2 separate regions of the Drosophila melanogaster genome follow, and region 2 is linked to region 1. A link is a contact called in public HiChIP or PLAC-seq data. All regions are on one chromosome and are shown on one strand. The core of a region is the stretch at or near the end of the contact, and the rest is flanking DNA. Distances in the headings are between cores, read along the strand shown.

Region 1 (6,110 bases), core at 2,894-5,393:
CTAAGGAATTTCCCAACTTGGATAGACTCCCATGGAGTCCACTATTACAGCAACCCATTCAAAGTAGTGGGGGCAGCGGAGGCAGTGGATCGGCCAGTCCCTATGCTCGGGAGTATCAACTACTGCAGGAGCGCAAACGCCTCTCAACCTGGGGCATTACCAGCTACGAGTTACACAAGCCCTCGGGAAAACTGGTATTCCCCTGCTTCAACGACCTATATCAATGCCTGGACACAGGATACAATGTAAGCATTACAAAAAATTCCATTGTTCCTTACTTACTTCCTTTCTATCGACAGTCTGGGCTGCTGTTTCCCACGCAGCTACGCACCTGCCCCCAATGGACGGCTCTGGATCCGCAGATTTGTCCACAGAACTCCGACATGATAGCCTACATCAGTGATTGCGATCTGTTTGTCACTCACACGCTCAGTGGGCACGAAAAGCGCCTCACTTACACGTCCACCGGGCGGCATTCGTATGTGGACGATGCATTGAGTGCCGGTGTGCCCTCTTACGTGATGCAGGAGGAGTTTAGCCGCTACCAAGGCTTCTGGTGGCAGCCACATTCCAATGACGGTATCTACCGCATTGTCTACGAGGAGGTGGATGAATCTGAGGTCTCCGTGTACACGTTTCCATCATCAACGGCAATGCACGGCAGGGTAGACGAGTACCGCTTTCCCCGCACCGGTAGCCCAAACGCCAAGTCCAAGCTCAAGCTGGTTCAGTTCGTACTGAACGAGGCACTGCAGGTCAGCGAAATTGCCATCAAGGATCTGCCCTACTCCCTGTTGGCTGTTTTTAGCTGGTTAGAGTACATTGTACGTGTCGGCTGGACACCGGATGCTAAATAGTAAGTATACCCCTGAATGTGAAACATGTTGCAACCAAATAATTCTGAAATATCTAATAATAAGAAAAAGTTCTTTCGCCTCTATGGAAGCTTGCCAGAAGTTAAATTATAATTGACTGTGCATTCTTTTCACTTGCCAGCGTATGGGTTCAAGGACTGGATCGAAAGCAGCAGCGGCTGGACGTAATCCTTATTCCACTGGACAACTTCTGCGAGTCCTACAGCAGTCAGGTTTCAACGCCGACCGACTCAATAGGCGACCACAGCTGGCGCAGCCTGTACAGTCGCACAATCACGCCACTGCAGGTTATATACACGGAACGCTCGGATAGCTGGATTAATGTGCATGATATGCTTCACTTCCTGGATCTGACGGAAACAAGCGTCACCTTCTTGTGGGCATCTGAGGAGACTGGTTTTCGTCACCTTTATTTGGTGACCGCCAGCTTGTTGTTGAGCCAAGCAAATGGACAGCCAGATCCCGGATCCGTTGGCGCGCAGCCCAGTTTCGTGGATCTATCGGCACTGCAACCGCGCATCCTCAACAAGGTGGCCTTGACCAGCGGAGAGTGGGAGGTGCTGGCCAGGAATCTCTGGGTGGACAAGGCCAACAAGCTGGTGTACTTTGTGGGACTTCGAGATACGCCGCTAGAAAAACACCTGTACGTTGTGAGTCTGGAGCGGCCCGAACACATTCGCCTGCTAACGGAGCCAGGTTACTCATACCTCGTGGAATTCGATGATGTACGTATGATCACTGTCATTATCTAGCTAAAGTGAAAATATAATATTGTGCCCAAATAAGTATGCTATAATTTAGCATTTTAACGATCTTTTCCCAATTTTCTCACAGCAATGCAAGTTGATGCTGCTCGTTTACTGCAACATACAGCGGCTGCCCAGTTGCAAGGTGATGCGCGTTAACCAGACATGCTCGAACGGTGGAGTCAACGGCATTCAGATTTCACTTGTTGGCTATCTCCACGAAGGCGGAAAGCCGGAGCCGCAGTACTGTCCGCAAATTTTCTCGCCGCAGTTGCCGTCGGGAGATATCGTGTATGCCATGGTTTTCAAGCCGCACAATTTTGAGTTGGGTGTCAAGTATCCCACGGTGCTCAATGTTTACGGAGGACCCGAGGTGCAGACCGTGAACAACACATTTAAGGTAGGTTTCACAAAATACAGAGTTCTTTGTCTAACTTCGATGTAATTCTGTATTTTCTTAGGGAAAACATCAATTGCGGATGCATATGCTGGCCGCGCAGGGATATTGTGTCATCTGCATCGACTCTCGAGGATCGCGGCATCGAGGCAAGCGATTCGAAAGTCACATCCGTGGTCGGATGGGTCAGGTGGAGCTGACGGATCAGGTGGATGCGCTGCGGAGCTTGTCTGACCAGTTGGGCTACATTGACATGGATCGCGTGGCCATTCACGGGTGGTCATACGGTAAGTTATCTCGAGATAGGTGATTGACATTGTTATAGTGGGGTATTTCCCACAACTCTGCATACTATTTAATCTAATCAACAAGCAAGTCATTCTGAACTTGCAAGTACACAGACAGAATGAAGATGCCTTATCGGTTTATGAACGTTAAATTAATGCACTATAATGGTTACTTTCAATTGAGGGAACTGGGTAAAGGTAAAGGCATTGCAATAATTTCCATATGGTTGTCATTTCAACAGGGGGCTATCTTAGCCTGATGGGCCTGGTTCAGTATCCGAAAATCTTTAAAGTGGCCATTGCCGGAGCGCCGGTCACCAACTGGGAGTATTACGATACGGGCTACACGGAACGATACATGGATATGCCGCAAAATAACGAGGCCGGTTACTCAGCCGGTTCGGTGCTCGAATACGTAAACTCTTTTCCCGAAGAGTGAGTTCTTAAGCTGGTTCTTAAATTGTCAAATTTTCGAAACATTCATGTTTTCTTTTGTTCAGGGACAAACGCCTGCTGCTCATACACGGCCTGATCGACGAGAACGTGCACTTCTGCCACACCTCGCGTCTGATCAGTGCTTTGAACAAGGCAAACAAGCCGTACGAGGTGCATCTGTTCCCCGAGGAGCGGCATTCGTTGCGTAATCTGGAATCGAATAAAAACTACGAAACTAAATTACTGTCATTCTTGCAAAACTTATGAGATTCGTAAATGTCAACAGCCGAAACAAGATCGCCTGCTTAGGCAGTAAAACTAGACCCGCCCCACGCCCTCGTCCCTTTGCAATAGTTTTTTACATCATTGTCTTTGTTTTTATTTGAATTTTTGTTGTTCGAACTATTGTTTTTATTCGATAAAGAAAATGAGAGAAAACGAAATTTGTATCATATTTTTAGCATACTTAATTTATAAACGTACGCAGTTGTAAGTATAATGGAAAGTTGAATGAATGAAAGTTTACCTGCCACCCAATATTAGACTTCAGATCAAGACCAAGCAGCTTATTGTAATTAATTTATACTTAATGTTCTACAACACACGTCATATACTCTTAACTATGTTTTAATTGTGTTTGATATCCGCAAATGTACATTTTTCCTATCAGTAATTATAAGTTGTGTTTTAGTGCGTATGTACGAGTATGAGTGACTGTATGCGTGTTTTCCACAGAAACGGAAAAAAAAAACCTTAAACTTGTCATGCCTTTGGGGCAGGCCATCAATTAATGTTAGTTCTACGCATGCATATATATATATATATATATATATATTATATATCTCTTCGATAAACCTGACGCAAGTCGTATGCATACTTGATTGAGTTCTTAGAAACCCGCGTTTGGCTGAAGCAACAAAAACTGAATTAAATTTAATATTAATTATGCCTATATATAATCATTAGTTTTACAACTGATACAAGCAAACGTATATATACATATATTTTGTTTAACATTTAAATAAACAGTTGTGTGTAAAAGCAGGTGTTTTACTTTTCTCTCTTGTTTGGATTGATGGGGATTTTTGGGCACTGTTCAATTAATTAAATAAATATATTTAAACAAATTCCTTTCTGTCAGCTGCTCGAGGCTACTTTGATGAGTTTCTTAGTTCCATAAATTTGCAATTGCATATTTAAGCAAACTGCCCAAATAGTTCAATTCACATGTTTTGAACTTCAGACATTTAAATTAGCCGCGCTCTGGAAGACTACCCCCAATGCCTACCTTCACCACAGAGGTGTATTCCAGTCGATTTCCGTTAGGCGACCGAACGCCGCGGTACGGTCACACTGCAGGCCGCATCTGCATCTGGCATCTGGCGGTGTTTTTTTGATTTTTTACTCAGTGCTCTCTATCCCTCCGGCCAAGCGCCATAACTCCACAAAACTCGATCCGGAATTATATTGTGAGTTTGTGTGAATGTCTAGGCTTGATCGAGTCGACAATATCGGCAGTAGCGAACGACTCAAGTTCTAGCCAACACAAAGACCACATTCTGCAAGGAATCCGCTAGCGAGGATCTTGCTGAAACCAAGTGGAAGTGGAGGAGACGAGGACTCCAGGCGCCGCGCACAAGAACACAAACAACAAACGACGAGTGCGCTCACACGCAAACACGCATTCAAAATGGCGCCCACAAAAGCAACAACGCGCGCGGCCATCACAAGCGGGCATCATCAGCTGCAGCAGGCAGTGAATCCCATCCTGGGAGCCCTGGGAGCTGCCACTAGGAAGGGACTGACTCGGAGGGCGGCTGCCACGGGAAACATCGATCCGAATGTGGAGAATATGCAGACGCGCGCCAAACGCAAGGCCGACCACAGTCCAATTAAAAATGACAAAATCAAGCGCTCGGCGCTGGGTAACCTGACCAACAATGTTAAGATCATGACACTGCATCCGGCACAGGATGAGGAGCAGTCGGGCGTGGGCAAAAAGCCAACGGCCCAGCAGCTGCAGGCCCTGATGGATGCTAAGAAACAGGAGAATCTCAGCGTAAATGTCTTTGGCGCCAGTAAGATGACTACGCGCGCCTCCAGTAAAGTGGAGGATTCGGTGGAGAACTGCCACAAAGTGCTCGATAAGCTGGAAGAGGCGTTGGCCAGGCCCAAACCGCGCCCCAAGGCAGTGCCTGCCGCAAAAAAGACCGTTTTGGGGGAGGTTCAGCTACCGGCCATGCCAAATCCTATGCAGATTCCCGTTTTACTGCCGCCCACGCACAATCTGGCTGCTCCCCAGGTTGCCGCCGTCAAGCCAGTTCGTCGGATCTCCAATGACTTCAACAAGACTGAGGACAGCCTGTACATGTCCGCGCTGGAGGATGTCTCCAGTTGCGACTCCATGCGGCTGTCTGGAAACTTTGAGGCGGCGCGACGTCGCTCCGCCAAGTTGCAGCAAAAGACTGAGCAGCAGCCACAGCCGCTGTTGCTGACACTCCCAGAGACTGCTCCAAGCCAGGTGGTGCCCATTCCGCCAGTGCCCGAGGAAGTAGAGGACTTCGACCGCAAGAACTGGGACGATCCCTTCCAGGTGTCCCACTACGCCATGGATATATTCAACTACCTCAAAGTGCGCGAAGCGGAATTCCCCATTGCCGACTATATGCCCAGGCAGATCCATCTGACCACCTGGATGCGCACCCTGTTGGTCGACTGGATGGTGGAGGTGCAGGAAACGTTCGAGCTGAACCACGAGACTCTGTACCTAGCGGTTAAGATCGTCGATCTGTATCTCTGCCGCGAGGTGATCAACAAAGAGAAGCTGCAACTTCTGGGCGCCGCTGCCTTCTTTATTGCCTGCAAGTACGATGAGCGACAGCCGCCGCTTATAGAGGATTTTTTGTATATCTGCGATGGTGCTTATAATCACGACGAGCTGGTGCGAATGGAGCGGGAGACGCTGCGCGTTATCAAGTACGATCTGGGCATCCCGCTCTCGTACCGTTTCCTGCGCCGCTATGCCCGATGCGCCAAGGTGCCTATGCCCACGCTGACCCTGGCTCGATACATCCTGGAATTGTCGCTCATGGATTACGCCAATATTTCGTTCAGTGACTCGCAGATGGCTTCGGCCGCACTGTTCATGGCACTGCGTATGCACGGCGGTCCGGGGCAGCTGGACAAGCAGACGTGGACATCGACGCTTATCTACTACACCGGCTATCAATTGGCGGACTTTGCTGAAATTGTGACCGCGCTCAATGCAGGACTGCATCGCAAGCCACGGGCCACCATCAAGACGATACGGAACAAGTACTCGCACAAAATATTCCACGAGGTGGCCAAGGTGCCGCTGCTGACGAACCAG
Region 2 (5,537 bases), core at 366-2,865, 360 kb before region 1:
TTGTGATGCAAAAATAATGCTCTTTGTCATTAACTTAGGATAGCAATCAATCATGCCAAACATCTACAGGATTTTCGTTATCAAATATAGTCTCTTACTTAAGATTATTTTAAGTGTGATTTTTTTTTAATAGGCAGACGATTCACCAACGAGCACATCAAAATAATTATGTTGTTACACGTCATTAAACTAGCAAAAATTTGTATGCTACAGAATTGTTCTCCAAACAGATTATGAATCCTTAAAGCCTTAAGTTCTTGTTTATTGTAGCTACAATAATAAAGCAATGACCTAATGTTTAATTTAGAAATTCTTTCTTAAATCAGTTGACTTCTTTTCAGTGGCATATTCTTAAAATGTAGTGCTAAATTATGAAAGGAAATGTATTTTCAATCAAGAAATCGCATTAGGAGATTGGATATTCCACCCCTATAGAACTACAGACCCATTTAAAGCCCGATAAGGCGAGCATAATCGACCGGGCCATAAAGTAAGTCAAAAGTGTCGGAAGGAAAGCAAAAACGCCGAGGAAAGCATGTCCCAAAAAACCACTTGAAGTTTGAATGTGAGCCAAACGAAGCCACAAGAACAGGGAAAACCTGGCACGGAACTGTACAGGAGGAGAAAGGACATCGGAGCAGGAGAGTGCAATTATGTGCCGGCAAAGTTGGAAGTTGGAGTCGAAGTCCAGCGCGGGAATTACAGCAATTAGCGGCAGTCACATGCAAATGCAATGTCACTGGGGCTGAGTCACGACGGTGGATGGTCGGATAGGTGGAGTGGTAAAGGTGAAGCAGCGCCTGGAAGGGAGCCGGCTAGGACGCCGCCTTGGTTCCCATGGCTACTCCATGCAATGTAAACAGAGAAAAGGGGTTGCAAAGCCGGCTCAGTGGAGCACAACGCAGAGAGGCAGGAGAGGATTCCTGAACTGGAATTCACTCATCAATTCCAATTCCAGCTGGGGCGCGTGCGCAGTGGCGGCGAGCTGTTGTTGTTGTCATGGCACTGCCCCACCGCCGCTACGCTTCCCCCTGCCTCTTGCCGCTTTCCAGCCGAAACGCTTACGCTTGACGAGTGATGTGGAAACATTTTCGACACAAGCGAAAGAGAGGCTTCCACCGTTTAGCCACAGCAGCGGTCAAAATGGTAGGAGCTTGACTGGGAAAGCCTGGTATCCCATCAAGAATTGCAGTTGGACTTATAATATTTTCAATTAGATCAAGTTCGCTTTTTTTGAAATTCTGGGATGTGGTTTCACTTTGTATACAATAATTCAAAAGTTTTTTTTTTAAGATTCTTTGCGACTGTTTTAAAAGCTAAAAGTGAACAAAAATTTCAATTTATGCATCATTTACAATTGTCTACGATAACAAAATAATTTCAAAATTTCAAAAATGGTTTCCCATTTTGAAGGTTTCTTCTGGAGATTCCTTCTGAAAGCGTATGAAAGATCACTATTTTTGTGACCGCGACTGTCGCATGTGTGCATGCATGTTGATAGTGAGCGCACACCGGCTTCACAGGCTGTTGCTGCTTTTATTGCCGTCGGTTGTTAGGGGGCGCGACTTTGGCTACATTATGGAAGGAAAATCAGTTTGTGTTTGGATCGCGAGGCGAGGAGCTCGTTCAGCGCTGCGGAGTACTAACTGAAAGCGTTTCGGCCAACATTGTTCTTTGTCCGTTGCAATCGCGGTCAAAACAATGAAATAACTAACATTTAGTGCACCTGGAAGATAAAGCACGAAAGGATTAAGTGCGTGTTTGTAAAACATAAAGTACAGTGAAGCATATATGTAGTTCAAAGTATAAAAATCAGCATATACTAAGCTGCTCAGTTGGTGATTCCTTTTTATAATATCAGTTTTTTATTAAATGAAGTACTTTCCTTTTCATCTTATTTTATCAGCCCTACTTGCTGTCATTACCGGAATCCATAAATTGTCACCAATTAAATCTCCCATATGCCGTAAATCAGTTAACAGTTTATCCGAATGAAAAACCCCTGGGGAAAACAAGTTCACAGTCTGCGCCACAGGCGAATATCGGAAAATGTAACCGTTTTTACACAGGTGAATGACTTTTTTGTGCGCTTCCGCGGGCTTCCGGTCAAAAAAGCGTTTTCATTTTCGCCATCGGCCAACGGCCAGCTATGCGATTTGTATGCAAATGTTTGTCTGTCCCCCAAACCTCCGGATTCAGCCATCAAACGATGCAGCACGCCTCCCACTCCCCACGCTTTCCTCCCTCATCCTCAAAACACCCGCCCACCTGCTGTGGTATGCCATAAATCCTGTCCAGGAGGAGGAAGCTCCTTTGGCCCGTGTAAACGGGCGTTTCGAATTCTTCCACTCGCTCGAAAATACCGGAACCAAGGAAACAAAAACAAAAACATTGCCACCGTCTTCAGTGGCTGCTGTTGTCTATATACTCTTTAAGTCCATGAGGGTATAACAGACTGATCTTCATACCTATTTTATATGGATGAACTTATTATAATCAATTCAAGGTTGGTAAAGTTCGGATAGGTAAAAGGCGACCAAGAAAGAGTACTCCTAGCTTCGGTTTTGTATCATCCCCTTTTCGCTTGTATTATTCTTGGAGTTCCTGGCGGAATAGAATGCCGCCAATTCCGTTGGTGACAACAATGTGGCAACCGAGCCAGCGACCCCACTCCCGACATCCACCTCCAAACGCGCAACTTGGAGGTAACATGTGTGCGACATTTGCCCCACAACCAGAAGACAATGGTGTAAGGGAGGGGAGGTGGTGTACGAGGGGGTTTATGCTAAAGATGAAGAACAACATTCAGTTGCTAGAAGGTTGGTCGGTGGGGAGTGCTAATGTTCCAGTTGCTTTGGTTTCTGTGCCAGAGTGTTTTGTCTATCTAATAATCTTGTAATAATCTAGAAGACTCCAGTTGCCCCTGTGAAGCCCCCTACATTATCCATTTCAAATTGCCATTTTGCCAATTACAGGGCTAAACAAAGGAAAAGTTGCACATAAATTCAATTCGTTTATGGCACATCACAGATAGACGCAAAGTTATTGCTTAAATAAAAAACACGTACCGGTTAAACAAGGGCATTACAAATGGAGTATGGAAAGTGCTAAAGAACATCAAGTGAAGTGACTGAGCTAAATCTTATTTTCATGATTTGTGTGGAAGTGTTATGTGGCTCTGAACTGAGGAAGCTGAGGAACTATCAACTAACCTAATTGCTAACATAATATCGTTGTACAAAATGCGGATAAATCACCAATGGATATACTATGCGATCTTGTCTCTCTGCTGGTTTAATAAAGGTGAGTCCTTCAAGCGTATTTATGGGGTAGCTATTGAATCGGAATGTTGAAATGTTTGGTAACTCCGGATCCAAGTGTCGTCTTTGATAATCGAAAAACAAACAAAGTAATTAACCGCATGTAACCCTCGAAAAGTAAAAACTGAAAAATAGTGAAATTCCTAGCGAGACTCGATAAACCGAAGAGGAAAGTCGGCGGCAAAGAAAACAAACGGAGACGTCAACGTCGTTCTGGTCCAACGATTTATGACGGATAAAAGCTTTTACCTGATTTACTGGGGTTTTGCCCACCCCCAAATCCCGAAGCCCCATGCCCCCATCGAAATCCCGCCCCCTGGGGCAGCTGTCAAAGGGTTTTACCTTTTCTGGATATGGATACGATACGCAGGCCGATTGTGGTCATGAAGTTGCTCTAGTTTCGAGTTCCATTCAGTGCATTAATCTCGGTTCATTACGTTGTCATACTCGAGTGGTATCGTTACTCCACTTGGGGCATAGAACACATGTGCGTCTTAATGGCTCTTTCACAGTTCAAGTTCTTCCTTAACGGGTTTGCCATATAGCTGGCATAGCTTGACCTGTGCCACAAAGATTGATTGTGAAATACTTATGTCGATGCTTACGATGTTTAACCAGACAGAACTCGCATCTGGCGAGGAGCCACAAGTTGCCGTTTGGAATACCAAAAATAAAAGCCCTATAAATATACCCATACCTATATATGACTATACTATGTATACCTTTGGCCAAAGTCAGTGGCCCAGACCGAGGAGTTTGTCGTTTCGTTGGCGTTTTCATGAAAATCACCAAGCTGAACGGACACTTTTTCTCTTTTTTGGGCTTTCATGCTGTTGTTTTATCAAAAGCAACCAAAACAAACCGAATGAAAATTTGTTTTCTGAACTTTTTGATTGTTGAAACTTTTCTCCAACTCCACCACATCCATATGCACATTCACGTAGTTTTGGCCAAATTTGTTCAGCCGCCACCAACTCACTTTCATTTGTCTTACACTCACCCACTTGGCAAAAAATAAAAATAAAAGTAGAACTTATGCAATCTTTAGGTGGGTATTTGGTTCGCTATTTAATCTCGACTCCATTTGGGTAAAGCTTCGCGGATTTACGCTTCAGATATTTGCGGCTTTATGGATGAGTTTTGGAATTCAATGACTCTAATTAGTCTTGGTTTTTAAATAAAGCGGATTGCATACATGCATTCGTTACTAATTAGTAGGATAGTTGGGTAATTTCATTGCGGGATGGATTCCAGTGCGTAGTCCCGATTTCAGATTACGATTATAAAACTTTCCATTTTCTGCAGAAAGTAGTGCATGTACACATACGTGAGCTATCAGCACACATCTGAGAGATTTTGTAATAAATCCGCAGCAATTAGACTTATTTTCGAAACACTTTTAACTGTCGAAGAAAGTCCACAAGCGCATATCTTCATTACCATATGCATTGCCCAATGTCACAACAATTAACCTACAACGAAGATCTTGAAGACACAGCTAGAAGATTTCACTCTGCCTCATCGCAGATGTATCTATATCTCGCATGGAGAAAATCCCGCCGGAGATGACGGGCGACCCCCAGCCAGGGTCATTCTAAGTCGTTTGTAAACCGACAACCGTTTACCAGAACAAAATTAAAAAAAGAAACAAACTGAAATTATACTGTTAGCACATAATAAGAACTTGTTTTTGAGGTGGTCAAGGGGTTGGAGGTATAAACCGGAACATTTCAGGGGATATACTTGCAAGAGTTTATAATTGCACTGCCCAAAAAAAAGGTGTTATGTCATGCTCCCATGGGTGTTAAGTAATTGGTCGGGGCTTGGAAGCATTACATTCACATAAATATGTCACTTAAGATATCAAGTTGGGAAGTTAGGCAAATTGACTTTCTTCTAGTTTTCTCCGAATAAACTTGTGGCTATTTGCATCCGCGGAGCGCAAGTGTTTGCATCCATTTGCATGACCATCCCAAGTTTACCCATTGCACACTAACACAATTAGATATCAGAGCTTGTCCGGAAACGCAAATCAGCTGCGAAGCGGCCAGAGAGCTGTTCCATGTGGCCAGTTACCCACATGGATATCCACTGGGACCCACGGTGGTTGGTCTTCGCCTTTGCAGCGCGGGTCCAAAATTGCAGCACTCGAAATGAAAGAAAACGGAAGCTTAGTAGAGCGTATCCGAGGTACGAGCAAACATGTCTGGCGATTCG

The links. HiChIP or PLAC-seq counts read pairs in DNA pulled down with a chosen protein or histone mark.
Region 2: a contact with region 1 is called in an H3K27ac HiChIP or PLAC-seq map of the Kc167 cell line, with 5 times the contacts expected there. The contact joins the promoter of Cad96Cb here to the promoter of CycB3 in region 1. A contact is called at or near these places in 3 of 107 Hi-C or Micro-C datasets (the D17-c3 cell line and the Kc167 cell line) and 1 of 6 datasets of contacts at active chromatin or transcription factors (the Kc167 cell line).

The regions. Positions count from the first base shown.
Region 1 is chr3R:24,868,849-24,874,958 of dm6, reverse strand. CycB3 (Cyclin B3) reads left to right here and starts at 4,143. Exons shown (of 1, transcript NM_001276005.1): 1 at 4,143-6,110. The coding sequence starts at 4,431. It overlaps CG3744, which reads left to right. Exons shown (of 9, transcript NM_170177.3): 3 at 26-245; 4 at 300-856; 5 at 997-1,600; 6 at 1,710-2,021; 7 at 2,083-2,305; 8 at 2,548-2,740; 9 at 2,806-3,757. The coding sequence ends at 3,007.
Region 2 is chr3R:25,228,399-25,233,935 of dm6, reverse strand. Cad96Cb (Cadherin 96Cb) reads left to right here and starts at 1,615. Exons shown (of 6, transcript NM_143098.4): 1 at 1,615-1,775; 2 at 2,976-3,303. The coding sequence starts at 3,243. Sil1 (Sil1 nucleotide exchange factor) reads left to right here. Exons shown (of 2, transcript NM_143099.4): 2 at 1-300.